Regions from separate parts of the Mus musculus genome. Here region 1 is linked to region 2. A link is a contact called in public HiChIP or PLAC-seq data. All regions are on one chromosome and are shown on one strand. The core of a region is the stretch at or near the end of the contact, and the rest is flanking DNA. Distances in the headings are between cores, read along the strand shown.

What was found. HiChIP or PLAC-seq counts read pairs in DNA pulled down with a chosen protein or histone mark.
Region 1: an H3K4me3 HiChIP or PLAC-seq map of the 230-238 cell line shows a contact between it and region 2, with 8 read pairs. The contact joins two enhancer-like sites. A contact is called at or near these places in 2 of 39 promoter capture datasets (the C10 cell line and pre-B cells) and 1 of 115 datasets of contacts at active chromatin or transcription factors (the 230-238 cell line).

Annotation. Positions count from the first base shown.
Region 1 is chrX:38,218,057-38,220,756 of GRCm38.p6, reverse strand. All of the region lies in intron 7 of Tmem255a (transmembrane protein 255A), which reads left to right. Among named protein-coding and RNA genes, the nearest start is that of Mir3110, 9.0 kb to the right of the region's middle. Within about 2 kb of position 1,441, at least 6 of the 459 cell types and tissues checked have an H3K27ac peak or open chromatin away from gene starts, as enhancers often do. A contact at or near this core is called in the 230-238 cell line, where this site is marked.
Region 2 is chrX:38,563,435-38,566,134 of GRCm38.p6, reverse strand. Cul4b (cullin 4B) reads left to right here. Exons shown (of 23, transcript NM_028288.5): 3 at 1,029-1,202; 4 at 1,927-2,472. Among named protein-coding and RNA genes, the nearest start is that of Cul4b, 11 kb to the left of the region's middle. Within about 2 kb of position 1,379, at least 424 of the 459 cell types and tissues checked have an H3K27ac peak or open chromatin away from gene starts, as enhancers often do. A contact at or near this core is called in the 230-238 cell line, where this site is marked.

The sequences.
Region 1 (2,700 bases), core at 192-2,691, 350 kb after region 2:
TTTTTTTTTTTTGGCTAATAGCCACTTAATAGTGAATGCATGCCATACATGTCCTTTTGTGTCTGGGTTACCTCACTAAGGACGGTATTTTCTAGTTCCATCCATTTGCCTGCAAAGTTCAGGATGTCCTTGTTTTTAGTATCTGTGTAGTATTCCATTATGTAAATGAACCACATAAGAAAGGAATTTGTTAAGAAGTTGTACTAAACTGTGGACTTGCACAGGGCAGAGGACATGCTTCCATTTTGTCAGCATAGGGTTAGGCATGACTAAAGAGCTGATGAAAATAGAGGGGCATTTGTTGAAAATCAAAAACAAAATCTTTTCACCAGGAAAAGAAAATATTAGACAAGGCAACGGATATGGGCCATGCTGTTTCTAAAGATCTATAAGCTCCAGAGTAGCTTTAACCTGCCCTGTACCTAGAAGCCCAAGCATCTGTCAATCTACTTTCTCAAGTCTGGGTGGCCAAGATCCCAAGGGCAAAACCAATAGAAAAGGACTTGCTTATGTTTCCATCAGTTCAGAAAACAGCCATAAGACTAAATAGGGGACAGACTTGCAATGAAGAGAAAGCTTTTTCCTTGACCCAGGGGTTTTTGCAGCCAGAGCCAATGGGACTTAAATTGAAGACCTAAATATAGCTGGCAACCAGCATTCTGAGGCTTGGAGACTTTAATTTTGCCGAATGTGTATTTGTTTTCCTCACACGAAGCCTATTTTTAATCAATTGCCAGCTCCTCCAGTCCATTTCCTGGAAAGGAGGCCAAGAAAAAAAAAGTGGGAACAGAAACCATCAGGCAGTCATTTGTACATCGCTACAGAAACAGAGTGTCTACTGTCCCCTCGAACCCGCAGACCTTCACTGACGTCATGGGTGGTGAGGTTTAATACCAAACATAGATTATTCCATTTAGCCTTGTGCAGGAAGATGGCTTTCTCTAGGACACAGCTTCTCTGCGGCAGCCTCTTAGAGCATCTCTGCCTCCCATCTAACTCACTCATCTTTGGAGAGGTCAAGTCAATATCATTGGTTTTTAGCAAGTAACCTAAAGGAAATGGAGTGGTTTGTTTCCTCCGCTGGGAACACAGTGATAGAGGCCAGCTTACTTCCACTCCTCAGCAATTCTAGCAAACCTTTATGACATTCCTACTATGTGCCAGGGGCTATTGTGCTCTTCAGAAACTAAGTGTACCAGAAGGGGAATTTAAAAATAAGGAGAATTGGGGGTAGGGAGAAGGAGGGAGGGAGAGAGGAAAGAGAGGGAGAGACAGAGATAGAGATAGAGAGACAAGACAGAGACAGAGGGGGAGGGGGAAAAAGAGAAGACAAGAGGAGAAGTAATATTGAAGAGCAGAAAGATGCCTTCCTGTTTTCCCCAAGATCAACTGCCATTTCCTGTGTTTAGGCAGTGATTTGAACCCAGGTTTTCTGCTTCATTGGGCCAACCCAGGAAGTGGAGTGCAAGAAGAAACAAGCCTAGTCAATGCCCTGGTTACTCATTCACTGTGTATTAATCTGTGTTCTTCAATCTTTCTAATGCTGTTCTAGGCAGTAAGAGAGACACAAAGAGATGTCCTGTAAGAGATGCCCCTTGCTTTTGAGACGTTACAAGTTGGACAGAGACATCGTAGTGGCCTTGGGCTTGACTGTAGCACAGCACTCAGAGCCGAGCAACCTCTCAATATATATTAGCTTAAATGAAAAACTAACAACAACCAACTGAAAAGGAAAGTCTGTCTGAGGCTGTGAGTGTTTCGGGAAAGTCTAGCGGGTGGGCACTGCGGCCCTTGAGAAGGCCGCGTCAAAGCTTTGAGCCAAAGGCAGGATTTAGACAGGCAGGAAACTGAAGACAGTACCTTCTCGAATCAAAAAAGTAGAACAGTCTTTGAGTAAGCTCCCAGCATTTCTAGTCTGGGCCTGCTAAGAAAAGCAGCCTAGCAAGAATATAGACTCCATTTTTAACCAAAATTATGGCAGATGGAACTTTGGACACATCAGATGGCAGCTTGTGGAAGCTGTTCTGGGATTTGAACTTGGGTCATCAGGTCCGGCAGCAAGTGCCTTTCCCCACTGAACGTTTTCATCAGCTCCGGATCGTTTTGTGTCTCACCTTGCTGATTGTGAAAAGCAGTGAAAAAAATTGAGAAAAATGAATGGCTTTAAGTTTTCAGAAATATTTTAGGAAGCTGAACTGAGCACTGGCAGGGTCTGCCGGGAGGGCCTTGCAGTCTTGGGGGCACAAGGGAAATTTTTTAGGGATTTTTTTTCACAGAAAATGGACCAAATGAAATCATGACTCTTAACCAGAAGCAAACCACATTAATTTGCTAAAAAAGCATACTATAATTAATCATTAACTTTCTTTTGTTTCATGGGTCAGATTTTAAAAATGAAATAGCTGCTGAACCCACTCAAACTGAAACCAACTATACCCTCTGGAAAACTGACTACTTTTTCTTTTTTAAGGTGACTAACTTGTGTATGTGACTTGTTACATGTTAGGCAAATGCTCTACCACTGAGCACAAATCAAGTCACAAATTATTATATACTCTTAAAGGAACGTCTCACGGTTCCTTATTGGGGCATGTGTCCTTACAGCACTAGTGTCTTTAAGCATGTAATTCAAAGGTCTGAAATTATGTTTCCAGATAGTGGCTTTCTTTTTGTTATGGGCTAAAGTACTGCTTTGTACAC
Region 2 (2,700 bases), core at 130-2,629:
TTTTACCCCTCGATGCCTTTTCAGAGGTCGTTATCTGGGGTAGTAGCTAGCATGTGCACTCTTTCCACACAAGCTGTTTACTGTGCCTGCAGTTACAATGAGCAGTATCTTGGCACTGTAGTTTTGAGTTTGTCTCTCCTTCTGAGAATGCCCTAAGATTAATTATTTTTGTTCTTTTTGAGTGTGTGCAGGCCCAGCCTGGCCTCAAACTAGGTATACTCCAGCCTTAGCCTCCAGAGCACCGGAATGACAGGTATTTGCCAGTGCTGTCTAAAAACTGTCCCGCGGGTTAAGTAAAAAAAAACAAAACAAAAATCCGAGACTTTACAGAGTTTATCGTTGGTAATTTAAATTCCGAGTTATTTATTTATTTTTTTATCAACAATCTTAATTAAAACTTGAGGTCTCATGGAACACACTGGTAGGGAAACAGACTTTTGCCAATAGTGTATCTAAACTGAGAGTTGGTAAATGAAGTGAGTCTGAGCTTTGTTTGGTTTACAGATTACTGATTTGATAGGGTGGGAGGGGTGAACCCTGAAATTGTGCTGGATGAGGCTACATGGCCTTCGAAAGTACCTTTACTCTTGCCAGTAATCTTAGAAAATGCTCTCGGTAGGAAGGTAACAGAATGTCCGTCCAGCTGTTCTTATTGAGGCAATCAAAATGCGGGCCCTGTGGGATGTTGTGTTACAGAGAAAAATGAGAGATTGTGTTGCTGCACTGAGTAAAAAACTTTCCTCCTAGCTAAGCCCTCTCCGCTCCCTGATCATAGCGATAGTCCTCTCTAGCAGGGGGCATGCTTAAGTTTCCTCTTACTTCAGCTTCTTCCCGTGGCCTTGCAACTCCTTAGTCCTTCATCTTGGTAAAGTTTCCCTTCGCCTTACTTTTCTTCCCACCCTCTTCTTTTCCCCAGATAGTTTACCCCGCCCCTAGCCTGCACCACCTACTCTGCCTCACCGGAGGCTTCCCGCTTCTTCTCCCGCCCCCCCGCCCCCCAACCAACCCTATCTGCCCGCCCTCCGCAGGTTCGGAAACCTCCAATCAAGAGCGCCGAAGGTGTCGCCAAGGTCCGCCCCGCCCTCCCTATCCACCTCTTTTACCCCCCGTGTTCCCTCCCCCAACCCCCCCACCTCAAGTCCGGCGGACCCGGGGGCTTCAGGATCTGGGAGCTATGAAAAGTGTCTGCCCAGGCACTTCCGGTAAGAGCGATGTGGCGCGAAGCTCCCCGCGGGACCCTTAAGGATCGGGTGGCCGACGGTGAGGGAGCCCGGTGGGGAGGGTGCCGGCAGGGAAGGGGTGCGGGAACCGGACCCCGAGTGAGCTGCCCGGAGTGAGCGTTCCGGGCGCTTCCAGCCGCCCCACGGTGAGTCGGCGCCCCCGCCTCCCAGGCCGCTCGGGTCCTCCTCTCCACCCCCCACTCCGCGAGGGTGACGCCGCCTCTCCACGGGCGCCGCGTGACCGGAAGTGGCGCCATCTTTAGCCTCTTGTGCTATTGACAATAACAAGCCTTGGCTCGCTCCCCCTCCCCCTCCAGCCCTGCAGCTCCCCTCCCTGAGAGAGGGAGAAAAGGAGGAGGAGCTGCAAGCTTCACTGGCTCCCTCTCCCCAGTCGCGCCTGCGGAAAGTGGGGAAGAGGGGACGAAAGCAGGGGAGGGGGGACGGCAGGGCTGTTTACCTGTCTGCCTCCTTCACCCCCCCACCCCCCGTTCTGTTCACTGCCGGTGTCAGCCTATCCGCCTTCCCAAGCCCTCCCATTCCCCCGGTGTGCCCCCCCCCCCACTTTCCTCCTCGTCCTCTGTGCTTCTCCTCTTCCTTCCCTTCCCCCTCCAGCATTGCCACCTCTCCTACAAGCACGCAGGCACATAAACGTAGGCTTTTGATGCTCCTCTGCCTGTTGACCCCGCTATTTTCATGTTTCCAACAGGTTTTTCTTCCCCCAATCCCTCTGCTGCTTCTGCTGCTGCTCAGGAGGTCAGATCTGCCACTGATGGTAATACCAGCACCACTCCGCCCACCTCTGCCAAGAAGAGAAAGTTAAACAGCAGCAGTAGCAGCAGTAACAGTAGTAACGAGAGAGAAGACTTTGATTCCACCTCTTCCTCTTCCACCCCTCCACAACCCAGAGATTCGGCGTCCCCTTCAACCTCGTCCTTCTGCCTTGGGGTTCCAGTGGCCACTTCCAGCCACGTACCTATACAGAAGAAGCTGCGGTTTGAAGACACCCTGGAGTTTGTAGGGATTGATACGAAAATGGCTGAGGAATCTTCCTCCTCATCTTCCTCATCTTCGCCAACTGCTGCAACCTCACAGCAGCAGCAGCAGCAACAACTTAAAACTAAGAGTATATTAATTTCTTCTGTGGCTTCAGTGCACCATGCAAACGGCCTGGCTAAATCTTCTACCGCGGTCTCTAGCTTTGCTAACAGCAAGCCCGGCTCAGCTAAGAAGTTAGTGATCAAGAACTTTAAAGGTAACCAAGGCCAAAATCCATAATCACCTACTAAGAATTTGACACTTGAGCAGTCACGTGTGTGCTATTTATGTTAATATATTGAACAGTATAGAGGTTGCCTAATGTTTTATGCGTAATCAATGAGTGGAAGGGAGGTCCTGTTTTTGGTGGAGGGTTCTTTCCCGAGGTGTTTGTGTCCTTCCTGTGAAGCATACTCTTTGAGTGTTTCCATCCAATGTTTTTGAG